2 separate regions of the Mus musculus genome follow, and region 1 is linked to region 2. The links are chromatin contacts, called in public Hi-C maps. All regions are on one chromosome and are shown on one strand. Each heading gives the region's core, a stretch centred on a gene start, on an enhancer-like site or on the middle of the called end of the contact. The rest is flanking DNA. Distances are from core to core; before and after follow the strand shown. Region 1 has its middle 46 kb from the start of Gm15418. Region 2 overlaps 9530052E02Rik (RIKEN cDNA 9530052E02 gene).

Region 1 (7,443 bases), core at 3,152-5,651, 85 kb before region 2:
AATGCTATCCCGAAAGTCCCCTATCTTTATCTTTGCATCTCTTATATGACCTCCGCTATAAAGCATTCTAATAATTGTTTGAATTGAGCTGCTTTGGACAACTGGAGCTTGCAGAAAGCATCCTGGAAACCTCAGGTGTAGCAGTTTACCTGCTAACGGTCCTAGGAGCGTCCCTCGTTTTCTTCTGGAGCAGCGGCAGGAGCTGGTGGGCTTGTCAGTTATGAAGCTGACCGTGAAAGTCAGTTTGAGATGGAGCATTTGTTCGTGATCTGTCTTGAAAACGACCATGACATAAGCAAATGTTTATGATAGCCAGGACTGCTCCTTGGGAAATGAGTAGTTGGGTTTGGGATAGTCAAAGTCTTTTGGGTCAAATTCCACCCAGGAGAACAAGCATTTCTGGCTATTCAGAATTACTGAAACTTCTGTACATTTGAGCTAGATATTGGGCAGAATCTATGTAGCTGAGATGCACGTGTATATCCATCTGTGTATGGGGGCCTACCTGTGTGTATGTGTGCGTGTATCTCTTCATGTGTATCCATGTGTGTGTGGAGGCGAGAGGTCAACCTTGAGTACTATTCTTCAGTTGCTACCCACTTTGACTTATGAGATAGAGTCTCTCACTGGCCAGGAACTCAAATATCTAGGCTGGCTGTCCAGAAGACCCCAGGGATCGTCCTGACTCCACCTCCCCAGTGCTGGGATTACAGTGTGTGCTGGCCTTTCTTACTAGGGCTCTGGCTTGCAGCTCGGGTCTTCAAGCTTGCACAGAGTGACATCCTTTAACCTCTATGCCACCTCCTCAGTCCCTCAGCTGAGATTTTAACATGGTTTCCCAGGCCAGTACTGAGATTTGAAAGCCTCCCCCATGTGTCCATGTTCTGAGGACTCTCACTTAGCCTGTGAGCTCTCTCAAGGAGTGTGTAAATGTTTCTGCTATAAAACATGGAGTCAAGAAGATCCCTCACATCTGTAGGAAGGCCCTTGGTCTCATTTTTGTATTATTCGTAGAGATGATAAGATATTGATAAGAATAATTCTAGGGACACACACATTTAAAAAAAGAAATTTAGAACTGACTTATGAATAATAATAGGCTGTATGTTTGTATGAATAGATCAGCAAGGAGGAGAGATGTATAGAAGTAAGGCCACTTTATTTAGTATGAAGTTCCCAAAGCCAATGTTTTTGTCACAAGGGGTGTGGAAGGTTTCTCCTGGTGAAGCGTCAGGGGAAGCACACACTGTTACATGAAGATGAATTTCACAAAATTGCCAGGATGGGAAGGGAGTGGAGGCAGGAAGATCAGGAGTCCACCAGGCTTCCATTCGTGAGGAGTTTGAGACCCTGCATTAAAACAAAACAAAACAAAACAAAACAAAACAAAGCCTCCCCAAAACCAAACCAAAACCGACCAACCAAACAAAAAACACCCCCTAAAATCCAAACCCAAATCAAAACAGACTAAAACAAAGGCCAGCCTGAGCTACGCAGAAAGTTCAAGGCCAGCGGAGGCAACATCTGACTTGGAAATCCCACTACTTGGGTAGCTAGCAAACCGAAGGAAGTTGGCAGTTCACAGAGTGAAAACCCCTGCACTCCATGTTTGCCTGAGCTTTATTCACAACAGTCAAGAGTGAAAGATGGGCGAGCATGAAGAGCACAGACATGAACAGCATGAAGAGCACAGACATGAGCAGCATGAAGAGCACAGAATGCTTGGCAGGGCACTGACATTTGTCAGGGGGCTGAATCCGGAAAGATGATCAACAGCTGGTCTCACTTCTATGTGGAACCTTGACTAGAAGTATAAAATGTACAAACAATAAGTGGGAGGTTGGTTACAGGGGAAAAAGGAGGAGGAAAGGGATGCAGGGAGAGTGTCAGGTGAGGAGTGCGGACTGGGCAATGGTGTGGGGTAGGTCAGCCTACGTAGCCTGTGGACAACAGGCACCATGGGTGGTAACACTTCCACTTCACATGCTGAAATATTACTCACCCAGTGATTAGACTATGGCTGTTCTCGCCACAGACAGCAATGGGGGACTAGCGATGGCTGTTCTATCTTGCTTGACTGCGATCATCTCACTGTGGAGGGGAGGGTAGATGTTATGCTTTTCATACAGTTCAAATGCAAACACCAAGACACATGGATGGAAGTCAGACTAGATGCCACCACACCACTGCTTCCTTTGGACTTGGGGGTATCCAGAAGACTCCACTGTGCGAGCTTGGAACAGCCTCCTTCAGGGGGGTGAGAAGAGCCTCCTGGCACAGAATGAGAAATGAGGCAACTGTCGGTGTGGTCAAGCTTATGTCCCTAATCCTCTTCTCTAGAATGTTGTGGCTAGGAGACCTTACTCCCTCCAGTCCTCAGGCTCCTTGCATATGAAGATTGGGTGGTAAAATTGTTTAGTTCACTGATTTTGAATTTTCATGCTTTAGTAATAGATTTTGGAGGCTTAGTTAAAAAAATTAGAGTGAAATTATCTATATTATGTGCCAGTATCACTTGGTACTTGATGACCAGGCCATAAATGCTGGAGATGATACTGGGGATAGGTCTAATTTTAAGGATGCAAAATAGAGATGTCTCCACCTATCTGGGTCTACCTCCATACTAGAGAACTTTGTAATACTGTGTTGGGCAAGTCAGTCAGAGCACTGTGGATTCCCATGGCTCACCTGTAGCCTATTCTTTAAAGGCAAACAAAACTAAAAGCTGAGGTTGGGCTAGTGGTCCATAAATGTCCTGGACAGTGTTGTTTCCAGGATTCCAGAAACTGAGTATGAAAGACTGAGATAGTTTTTATTCTGCAGAGACCACCTGCTTTCCAGTTGAGGTCAAGCAGAGGAGGCGTTGTGGTAGGAGCTCGCATTCTGGAGCTTAGCCTGAGTGGGAGCTTAGGTCTTCTTTTGTTGGCTATGACCAAGGTCACAGAACGTTGGGTAAGCTTATCATGAGGTACCGTGGATGGATAGAGCTTGGGCCATTCAGTGTGTGTGACACACACACACACACATACACACACACACACACACACACAGAGAGAGAGAGAGAGAGAGAGAGAGAGAGAGAGAGAGAGAATGCAAGCATGGTTCAGATACAGAGAGAAAGAAGGAAGGAGAGGAGAGGAAGTAAAGAGGGTAGAGGAAGCAAGAGGAAGGGGCAGAGAGAGGGCTAGAAGAGGGAGTCAGTATGAGCAGTATGAAGTTAGGATATGAAATTGAGTATGAACCGGATAAGCTGAATGCCATGAGTATTCAAGATGTTTTCACCCAGTGATCACGTGAAAGATTCCAGGTTTCCTGGGCCTGAGGTTCCCTTGGAAGCAATTCTCTTAGTCTCCCGAGCACTTAAAGGTAGGTTAGAAAGAGAAATTTAGATTGCTAGCCTGGCTCTAGACGCAGCCTTTCTCATTTAATTCAATGGTTCTAAGTGATCCCTAGCTTTTCCTACCAATCTCACCTCCCCCTCCCCCACACAAAGTGAACAATCTTTCTGTAAAGGTTTTCCTTGGACTCCCTGGTGGCCTCAGAACCTATCTGACCGATTCTTTTTATGTCCACTATTATTCTCTTTAATGGACAGCAGACTTGGATTGGGAGATCTGGTCCCCACTAGAAGGATACGTGTGTACGCGGGGATGAATAGTATGGCATTCACCGTTTGTTGATTTGATGTTCACAGTGCTCAGAATGGACATTGTAACCCTGCACTTGGCCTGAGCTTGGTTTCCTTGGAAGCAATTCTCCTCTTAGACTACTCAGTTCACTTGAGCAGAACAGAAACAAGTTTGTTCAGATACCTGAATAGTCCTGTCCTTGGACCACATGGCTTCAGGAGTCCAGGAAGCTGAAAGTCAGCACAAGAAGCCCAGTGGGCTTCGATCCTAGTGTGGGTATTCCTGCTACGCTTTGACTCTTTGTGAGGCCTGGAATCTTTCATGTGGTCAGTGGGTGGCGCCATCTTGGATATTCATGGTATTCAGTTTACTCTGCCTGACTTCATACTGCTTAGATCAACATCTTTCATCTATTGCTCATTACATTTTGCCCAAGACTAGCCACTCTACGGCCTTCTGCATCCCTACTGGGTTCGTGTCCATCCTAGTGCATGAGTAGACTTTGGGCACTTAGTTCTGTTTCTCCTCAGCTCCCCCTCCGTTGTGGGAGGAGTAAAACCTCTGAAATAATCACCCAAGTTTCCTTCTTAAGGAGAGGGCTTGCCATTGCCAAAATGCTGGACTCAGTGCATTCTGGGAAGGCAACACAGACCAGAGAATACTGCTTCCCTGTTTCCAAAGCTTTGTAAAATGGATTTAAGAGGGAAGCTTATATGGAAATCTTGACTGACCAACACAAGTGCCCCTGAGTGGAATTCTACAGTAGAGAGCAGCAGGGTAAATGAAGTTGTTTACCAGGGGCCTTTCTAATCAGAGTCCTTTGAACTTTGTCAAATGGAGTAAATATTTGCACTTGACTCTGGAAAAATAAATCTCAGAGAAGAGTTTGAAGTGGGATGATGCCATGTTTGTGCAATATTTGATTTACATCCATTTCCTAGAAATCAGGGAGGAATGGGATTCATGTATCAACGCACCAAGATTAATTTACTATGGTCTAATACACAACCAGCTCACAGGCAAATGAATATGTATTTGTATATAAATAAATATATATAAATAAATCTAATCTCTTAATAGTAGTCAAAGGACATGATATATCAAACTTCTGGCATGTTGTATTAATATTCCCCCAAGAGCCAATGTCAAATGATGTGACTTAAAGTCACAGGGTGGGAGTTTCTCACTGTCTTTAGACAAATCTTAACAACTTTAATCTTGAATATTAGCAGGTCCTAGTTGCTTTTTTATTCATTTTAAAATTTGTAAACAAGCACTTTCCCCTGACCTTAGCAAGACACAAATGAGGGTCACGACCCTGCAGATGATAGTCTGGCTATTGGAAGCCTGAGGTAGGGGGAGATGCCATGTCTAACATGTGTGTTTGCTAAGTGTCATGGTGTGCCTGTCACCATGAGTGGTGTGTGGATACAAGTGGGGTATTCTGAGCAAAAGCTGTCCTTCCCACAATATGCTGAACAAATCTACTTCTGGGATCATTTGACATTTGTAATCTTGAGAGACAGCTTCCTCTGGTCGCGCAGGACTGTCAAGCAGGCCCTGACACAGGCCAGGCTGGCCCTAGCCATCTTCTGTGCTCCCTGTTGCTTGGATCTGTGGAGATACTTCAGGAGTTCCTGGGAGAGCTGAGGCTATTTCCTGGTGCCATTGAGGTTGGCATTGGACATAATATTGCTGATTTCTTTTTTCTCTACCTTAATTTATCTAACTTGTGCTTTTAGGGAGAGAACAGATCTGGAGTGGGTAGTTTCATTAGAAGAAAGTTGCTTTCCTTCCTCAGTGATAACACCTGGAAGGAAAATAAAAATGGTGAGTGAGTCAGTTAACATTCCTCCCCATTCCCACTTCATTCTCAGCCCCAGGGAAGGTTGCTGTTGGGATTTTTAAGCTTCCATTCTGGGAGTTTCATCCCTTATGCCCACCTTTGTGTTGTCTGTCTTCCTGCTGTCTTTAGTTTGCAAACAGTGTCACCAAGGGACATAGGTTTGCAACAGAGTTTCTGCCCAGTGATGACTGAGCAGTAAAGCAAAGTGTGATGTTTGCCCTCTATTGTTGCTGCACCAGGAAGAAATTGGTGCCTTTTGTTGACCCAGCTTTCTCTTCTACCCCCTCCACTGCCTACCCTGGGACCTCCTCCATGTGACTGGCTTGGGTGCCACTCCAAAAGAGATTTATTACTTTAATGTCCATGAGCTTTAGTCACATCTAATCTTGCTCGGGTCTCCGGGGAGCCCTCTTGTCCTTCTGTTCATGCTTTAATCCCCTTGGCAGTGAAGGTAAATGTCCATGATATCAGCTCAATCTGGGCTAAAGATGTGGCCTGAAACAAAATGGCAAATGCGGAGAAGAGGAGCTGAGATGCTAAGTATGTGGGAACCTGCAGGAAGTGATGGTGTCGGGCAGAGCAGGAGATGGGGAGCTCGTGGTGTGTATGAGCACACAGTAGGTGCAGCTTCTGGTATGTATGAGCTCACAGTGGGTGCAGCTTCCAGCCTTCACATTCATTTTGGTGGGCTCGTTCTTCTATGTCTGTGAATGTTTATGAGTGGAAATATATCTCTAAAAAGGAAGAGTTTGGAGCTTTCATTGCTGCTTAGTTGCCTGTGAGACTTTAGAAACACAGAACCTGGAGGTGGCTGCTCAGGGTAGCGTTGAGCAGCCTGACTGAAATAGAAGAAACTGCCAAGACTGTTAGGTTTGCCAAATACACCTGCATTTTACCTAACTGGGTGAGTGGTTTCAGTTCCCTTTCTTCTGTGTTTAAATGTGTCCACTGGCCCAGGTTGAGCTTTCTGACCGACTGTATCACCCCTCAGGCCAACTGCATGCAAGACCCGCAGGATCCCATGAGGGTCCTAGGTGCCACTTCCTTGGCAGGGGAAAAGTCCAAACTTCCTATGAACAGTGGCTCATGCCTTGTGACTTACTTTTCCTCTATTGTGATAAGGTATGCTCATGAAAATAAATTAGAGCAGAAATGGTTGACTCTGGTTTATGCCAAGCAGTGCATTCTATCATGGTAGAGAGGATCGCGTTGGCAGGACCAGAAGGAGCCAGGCATAGAAAGAGAAGAGGAAGTGGGACCCAAGCCCATCCCATGTGACCCAGCTTCCATGTGACCCAGTTCTTTCAGAAGCCTTCAACTCCTAAAGGTTCCATGACCTTCTCAAACCAAGTGTACAAGCACACAAGCTTATGAGGACAGCAGGGCTGGACAGTCACTTCCTTCAGAGGCCATATTCTGCTAGGCATGGCTGGCCTGACAATCTCAGCAGGAGGCCTCCTGCCAGCACCCCCATCTGTAACAAAGGCTGGTTGGTTTCAACCTGTCAGGAATTCCCCTCTACCTTAGTTAGGACTTCTTAGATCTACAATAACAGACAGCCCAAATCTAATCCATTAAGCCTCACCCTTCAGAATGGCTGAAGACAGATTTCCTATCCCAGAGGCTAAGAGTCTGTAGGGGCGTAGGCTAGGAGAAGAACTCTTGTAGAACAAGGTTAAAGGTGGCATAGCTGAGCAGAGCTGTGGCACCAGGGAGGAAGAAGTGATGGAAACCTTAAATTCTAACACCCAGACACAGTAGATTTCTTTTTACCGACTCTCTTAGGGTTTTATTGCTATGAATAGATGCCATGGCTGCAGCAACTCTTATAAAGGACAACACTTAATTGGGGATGGCTTACAGGTTCAGAGGCTTATTCTATTACTGTCATGGTGGGAAGCATGGCTTCATGCAGGGAAACATGATGCTGAAGAAGTCTCTGACAGTTCTAGTCTTGATTGGCAGGTA
Region 2 (7,240 bases), core at 3,764-6,263:
GACTCATTGCATTGATGCAGCCCATAGCCCGTCAGCTTCTGCCACCTGCCCATTTTCCAGCACTCATGCTTGCTCTGGGAAGGTTAGCCAGGCTGTTCCAGCAGCAGACTGGTAAACAGTCAGAGGACCCCACCTGCTTATCTTTACAGGAGCTGTATGGCGACCACAACATCTTACCCAACAGAATCTCAGAGGTTCTGATGGATGAGAGAAGAAGAGAGGAAGGGTCACTGTCAGTGAATGGGTTTCCCAGACCGTCATTTCTGTGGAGTGCCTTGTTTCTTCTCTTCCCTGGATGCTGGAGCCTCCTGTAGGATGCCAAACCTTCTGACATCACAGACTAGGCACTTGGGTGTCTCCAACTGGTTGGCTGCTGGCATCTTCTGTTCTAGTCCACACTATGCTGTCCCCGGGGGTACTGGGTTTATAGAGAAGAACAGAGCTCCCAACCCCAGCAAAGATGCAGAGGGATTCTAAAGTGGGCAGACACTGGCAGTATTGCAGGACAAGATTTGGAACCTTACGAGGACACGGAACCTCCTAGTAACTATTTCTGGGAAATGCTTTGATAGTATAACGTTTATTTATTTGTTTGCTTGTGCCTTGTGGTTGACGCTATGTGTGGTGTGGTGTGTGTATTCCATGTTGGGGGACTTTCTTGAGTCATTCCCCAAATTTCTTTTCACATTTATTTTGGGGGGCAAAGTCTATTAAGAAGCAGAACAGAAGACCCCAGCAGCAGGGAGACAGTCTTGAAAATTGTCCTCCACTTTATTTTATGACTTTATTTTATAACCTAAAGCTTGTATTCACCTAGGCTGGCTAATCAATGCATTTCAAAGATGGGCCTGTCTCCACCCCCACTGCCCAATGCTGGTGTCACATGCACACACCAGCACATCTAACGTCACTTGGGTGTTGGGGTTCTGACTCAGGTCACCGTGCATAGAAGGCAAGCACTTTACTGACTAAGCTGATGCACACCGACTCAGCTCTGAAATCCAACAACTTATGAATTCTAGGGTACGTTACCAGCCGCCTGCTCTTCCTTCCTTGGGAAGAAACACGGTGTTTCCTGGAAGGATGAACGGCTCAGTGCTGACGTGCTATGAGAAATGCAGGCTGCAGCCAGGACTACTCTCCTTCCAAAGTGAGCAATTCAATTAGCTCACTCAATTAAAATGATGGACAACCCCCAGATGTTGCAGGATCTGGTTTCCTCTCCTTCCATCTCACCTTGCAGAGTATGGAAATGACCCACAGTTGCACCAAGGTCTATGTGATTATTTGTGAGAGCCAGGGCTTCCAGCTTTTTCCATGAGACTTTAGAAAACTCCCTCAAGCCAGTATGCCCACTTCTCCTATCTGAGCATAGCAACAGAGAGCCCACCTGAGACAACAGCACACACGGAATCTATCTTCCCCTTCTCTAGGTCACAAGCGGAGCACACATTTTATTTGAGTCTCCAGCTCAGAGAAGATTCTCTGTGGAACTGAGTACCCCACAGAGAGGGTGGAGGGTGAGTGTGTGTGCCCCTTTCCTCTCCAGTTAGAGTTTCGATGGGTAGTTGTCCTGGAGATGACCACCTACACAGAACTGTGATTTGCCATGTAACTCAGAAACTAACCAATATCAACTGACTTGGAATAAAGATGTGCAGAAGATATGCAAATCTGTATGACATCCCTGTGTGGCCAGCTTGGGGTATAAGTTAGCAAGACTAACAGTTTAGTATGGGTGTATGATCAAGAATCATCGTCTCTGTGTGTCATGGTTATTACTATCAAAACTACATTGACTGACTTCGCCTTGTCGCTACACGAAGAGCCTTCAAAGGAAAACGTCCATCTGATTCTTCCTAGAAGCTCAAGAAGAGGTCATATGAGATACCAGGTGGGACCTGACTATTTTTATGGGGAGGAACGGAGATCCAAGCTGCAGTGTTTAAACAGTGCTTGCCTCAATGACACTATACCACTCAGCCGCTGTATTTCCTCAGCCGCTGAGCAGGATGCCCTGTACCACCATTTCTTGAGTGCTTGGTAACTTCCCAACCCACTGCTTAGTAATAGCCCTTGAGGTACCTCAGGTGCAATGAGAAGTGGGGGTGGGGGTGTTGCTTTGCCTTGTTCCTAGACCACTTGGTAGCTTGCTGCAATCCTGTGACCCTTGAGACCAGAGTTGGGATATCATTTTCTGCTAAGGTGCACAAGCCTTTGACAGGGGATAAAGCCTGGGTGGGTGGGCAGGGTGGCTGCAGTGCTCTCCAGAGCCCCTCACTGGTTGGTTTGTAGCTTATAGACTCTGCTGCTTCACAGTTTTTCCTGACACTCAGAGTTGCACTCACTTCTGCAAGAAAAATCTTATTTTGTGTATGTGAGCATTTGCCTGCATGTATGTATGTGTGTATGTATGTATGTATACCACATGCATGTTTGGTGCCCATGGAAGCCAGAAGAGGGTATCAGATCTCCTGGAACTGGAGTTACAGATAGTTGTGAGCCATCAGGGGTGCAGGGAACCCAAGCTGTGTTCTCTGGAAGAACAGCAAGTGCTCTTCATTGCTGAGCCCTCTCTTCATCCCTAGCTCCTCTCTTATCAGGGTTAGCATGATCCTTCACATGTCTTCCTGTGTAAGCATGATCTCTCATATGTCTGTGTAAGCATGATCTCTCACATATCTCCCTGTGTAAGCATGATCCTTCACATGTCTCCCTGTGTAGCTTGATACTCTCTCCTCTCTCTGTGTCCTTCTGTGCAGAATGAAGTCTTGTTACCAGTGCATAACAGGACTCTGCTTGTCCACAGGGCAGACCAATTGGCATGTCAGAGTGGAGAGGGTAGAAGAGGGTAGGTATACTCCGTGGTGACCCCTCACGGTTGTGAACATGCAGTGCTGAGCTAAAGTCAGAGACTCCCGGACTATTCAGTATACATTTGTCAAACAAAGCCAGTCTGGTCACTCAACTACTCATGAGGCGAAGGTGGCAGAATTGAAAATTCAAGGCCCGCCTGGGCTACAGAACAAGCTGAGGGTGTGAATGTGTAAGGAATATCACAGTAAGACCCTGTCTCAAAATAAGAAGTTAAAGGGGGGCTCCATGGTAGAGCACGAACTTTGCAAGGATCTTGGATTCAGTTCCCACTACTATAAACAAGGGAAAGAAAGCAATAAGAAAAGGAAGAGAAGGGAGGAAGGGAGATGGAGGGAGGGAGGGAAGAAGGGAAGAATGGATGGAGGGAGGGAGGAGAAGGAGGGAAGGGAGGGAGAGGGGGAAAGAGGGAGAAAGGAGGAGGGAAGAGGGGGAAGGGAGGGAGACAAAGGGGGCGGGGAAAGAAGGAAAGGGAGGAGAGGGAGACAGAAGAGGGAGGGGAGGGAGAGAGAAGAGGGAGAGAGGGAAGGAGGGAGGAATGGAGGGGGGCAGGCGGGAACAAAGGTTTATCAGATAATGAACAAGAGAATAGAGTTTGAGACAGAAGTACAGTCTCCACACAGGTGCCCAGCTGTGCAGAGGCCCAGCTGAAATCCACCAGCAGACCTTCTGTCCCTGCTCCAGGTCCCAGACAGAGAAGGGTGAGCCCTGATGTTCCTTCCCTGTGGCCAACCCTCTGCTACGTACAAAACAGACAGACACAGGTCTTGTGGCACTTAGGCCAGGTGGCTTTAACACGGCTGTGGGGATCATGGAGCCTAGGGCCAGGGCCAGGCCAAGAGCAGGGAGGAGAGACAAGCGTGTGCCTGCTTCCTTGCTCTCTACACAGTCATACTCAACAGCCAGTCACCATGGTCACACCTAAGATAGGGCCCTTCCCTCACTGCCACTGAGGGAAAGTGCAGGGTGTTCTGAGGGGTGGAAGTGAGGGCCCCATATCACGGATGCCCAGAGACTGGTCACCTTTGCCCTTGGCTCTACCTGACTCTCTTATACTGCAGTAGGCCTCCCTTCAGATTCTCAGTTGCATTGGAGTTTGGCTTCTGCGAGGTGGGGGTCTTCCAAGTTTTCAAATAATTCATCATGAGCAGATAGATACACATGGTCTTGCTCTGCCAGCAGTAATGGGGCCTTCTCAGCTCGTAGAGGACAGGGCATGGGGCAGGGGCTGTCTGGAGGTGGCCTGGTGGTACCTACAGAGGACTTGTTTTTGAGACCTAGCAGAGCCATGGGGCCGTCTCTACCTTTGTCGGCATCCAGACCTCTGCCGATGATGAGCTATGTTTTGTTTCCTGTGATCTAGGGTGGGCCTCCCTCTTGGGCCCAGTCCTGTGTGTGCTCGCCTGTTGAGATGACGGAACGCCTCTGGAGTTCATGGGCAGCTCCTCCGTGTATTTGACTCACCTAGTTGGCTGGGTGCCACTGAAGTTTCTCTCTGAGACTTAAATGGTGGTGGGAGGAGAGAGAGGTGGAGGGCATTCTACAGCTCGGACTGAGGCAGACCATGGGGCCAGGTCTCCTTTTTGCCTCCTGCCATGAACTCCATTGATAAGAGAACTACTGTATTTGTGGGACCCTCATTGTGTGCCCACTTCTTTTTTGGTCAGGTTGGGTCTCCCCCAGAAACACCAGCAGCTAGCTTTAGGCGAGACAGCAGCACCTGCCATCTATCCCTTGCACCCGCCTTCCACGTATTCCCAAGGCTCTTCAGGACAGGAGGTCTTGAGTACAGGCCCTGTTGTCTGTCACGTTTCAAGGCACTGGGAAATGACTGATGTCTGCTGACCCCAGGTCAAGTTCTTTCTCAGAATTTTATGAGCCATGTGATCCTGTGGCGATAATAACAATAAAAACGCATGTAACACCCGACTGGGACTACTGGAGGCTTGCTACGTGTCAGGTGTGGTCTTGGGCTCTCTCCAGTACATCAAAGCTGTACCCTGGGAGGAGGGGTGCCACGGACCTTCCCCTACCCCCCCCTCCGCTAATCCAAAGAATGCCGAGGATAGAACCTAAGCGTCAATGTACTTTGCTCTCTGTAAAGCTCTGGCCAAACCGGCCGTGCTGTTGATTGATCCTGTGGGAACACCTTCCTGACTCACAGTGGTGTGGCCAGGAGCTGGGTCAGGTTTACACTGCTCGAACAGAGGGGTCCCCTGGCTGCAAGTGACGCAGAGCAAGTGAAGGCACGAAGAGGCCAACTTCAGACAAGATTCCAGTTCTTCAAACCCACCACCCTGTGTACGAAGGCCAGCCAAATGTCACATCCACTCAGCACCAGTTCCAACACTGGTGCCTCAACTTAAAACAAAGCAAACGTTCAGGGGGATAGTCCGAAGCAGGAGCCGAGTCCAGTCAGCTTGCCAGGAACATCACTGCTACAATCTAATCCAGCGGCTCCCATGGAACGTCCGATAATTACCACTTAAAAATGATGCTGGACCTCTCTCAATGACTTTTTTAGTCATTCATCTAGAGCTAATTATTACTAACACATGTTTTATTGTCCCAAGTTATGTGCTAAGTGTGCACCCTGTGTGTACTTTGAACTCAACTATACAATTTGCCCCCAGGTACTGGAGGGAAAATTGTGTTTTCCAAGAGCAAACTTTAATCAAAAGGCAGGATTTTATTAAAGGAACCACAAACACTTGACAGCCGTGCACGTGTGTGTGTGTGTGTGTGTTAACAGTGCTGTGTGATGAATTATGTATGTCAGAATCATATGTTGAAGTCATAACCCCAGACGCTCACAATCTGGCCTTATTTGGAGATGGGGGCTTTGTGGAAGCCATTAAAGGAAGATTTCAGGGTTCTCAGGTAGTGTGCCTGATTCTCCTAGAAAGAAAACTATGGACACAGATACAGACAGAGGGGACATTCTGTGGGGATGAGACGGGGCTCAGGAAGAGGCACCAGAAACCAAGGAACCCAGGGGGACTTCACCAGAGCCTGAGAGAGGATCCAGTACAGGCTCCCTCCGGCCTCAGAGAACTACATTGTCACAGCCACTCCGTCTTCCACACTCTGGTCTGGCAGAACACGTTCCTGTTGTTGGAGCCATCTGTGCACTCTACGTCAGAGAGGCCTCACACTAATACACACTCACCGACGTGAGGAAGCCAGAAAGACGGACAGATGATGGAGAGCAGGTCCAGCAGCCACTGGGTAACCGCAACCTTTTTCTTATCTACTTTATGTGTACAGGCACTTTCAAATTTCTTTATTAAAAATATGTAAAATCAACACTCAAGAAGTGCACCGAAGTGCACAGGTGGAAGAGTTCCCAAGAGAACACACCTGCCTCCCACCTCCACTCAAGTTAAGAAAACATGTGTAACTGGCGTTCTGAGGAAAGCGTTCCTCCTGTGTCCCGGACACTGCATATGCCACCACTCCATGAGCTCCAGTCACATAAGACTACTTTATAAAGACAAATGACAGCCACCACATGGTCACTGGCTATCCATGTGTTCACGCACAGGTGGAACTTTGTTGCAGGAATGCATTATAACATGTCCCCTTAACTCGCCACTAAAGGATGTAGGGCTGTCATAGACAGTGGCACTGAAGAGGTTTGTCTTCCGTCTTTGGCACACATCCATGTGCAGTTCAGGTAACCTTGAAGCCAGGGATGGAGATGGAAGTTGAGTGTTGGCTGGCACTACATAGGACAGGTCACCAGCATTCAGTCTGCCATTTCTCTCTTTCCTTCCCCTTTCTCCTTCTTTCCTCTCCTGGGGGCCAGCCAGTTCCTCTTCCCTCCCTGCTGGTTACAACTGCAGCCCCTTTCCCCTTCCCGGCTGCCCTTCTCCTGTGACTCTGACTGTTCTGTAGACCCTTCAGTGACGTGCTCTTTCAGTCCTTGGCTTTTAAAGTAAGTCATTGCTTTCTTTGTCTGACCTTCTTTGGGTGCAGAATGTAGAAGTTCCCCATCCTGCCAAGTGTCTCACTGGAGACCTGTGCTGCACCCAGGTGCACTGCGAAGTCCTTATCCACTTCATGTACTTAATTCTACAAAATATTTCCATCTATGTATCTATCTATGTATCTATCTAATCTATCTATCTATGTATCTATGTATCTATCTATCTAATCTATCTATCTATCTATCTATCTATCTATCTATCTATCTATCTATCTATCTATCTATCGTATATGAGCTGGCTTCAGACGTACCATTAAGAAGGCATCTGATTTGGTTTCAGATAGTTGTGAGCCACGTTGCTGGGAACTCAGGTCTTCTGGAAGAGCAGTCAGTGCTCTTAACTGCTGAGCCATCTCTCCAGGCCCTACGAAATATTTT

What was found. A called contact is a pair of places that touch in the nucleus more often than the background predicts.
Region 1: a Hi-C map of liver shows a contact between it and region 2, with 2.8 times the contacts expected there. The contact joins two enhancer-like sites. A contact is called at or near these places in 6 of 484 Hi-C or Micro-C datasets (LSK cells, MC3T3-E1-derived osteoblasts, Th2 cells and 3 more).

The regions. Positions count from the first base shown.
Region 1 is chr8:11,137,794-11,145,236 of GRCm38.p6, reverse strand. No RefSeq gene overlaps it. Among named protein-coding and RNA genes, the nearest start is that of Gm15418, 46 kb to the left of the region's middle. Within about 2 kb of position 4,401, at least 2 of the 459 cell types and tissues checked have an H3K27ac peak or open chromatin away from gene starts, as enhancers often do. A contact at or near this core is called in liver, where this site is marked.
Region 2 is chr8:11,053,439-11,060,678 of GRCm38.p6, reverse strand. It overlaps 9530052E02Rik (RIKEN cDNA 9530052E02 gene), which reads right to left. Exons shown (of 5, transcript NR_046017.1): 4 at 7,114-7,226; 5 at 6,138-6,555. Among named protein-coding and RNA genes, the nearest start is that of Irs2, 48 kb to the right of the region's middle. Within about 2 kb of position 5,013, at least 22 of the 459 cell types and tissues checked have an H3K27ac peak or open chromatin away from gene starts, as enhancers often do. A contact at or near this core is called in liver, where this site is marked.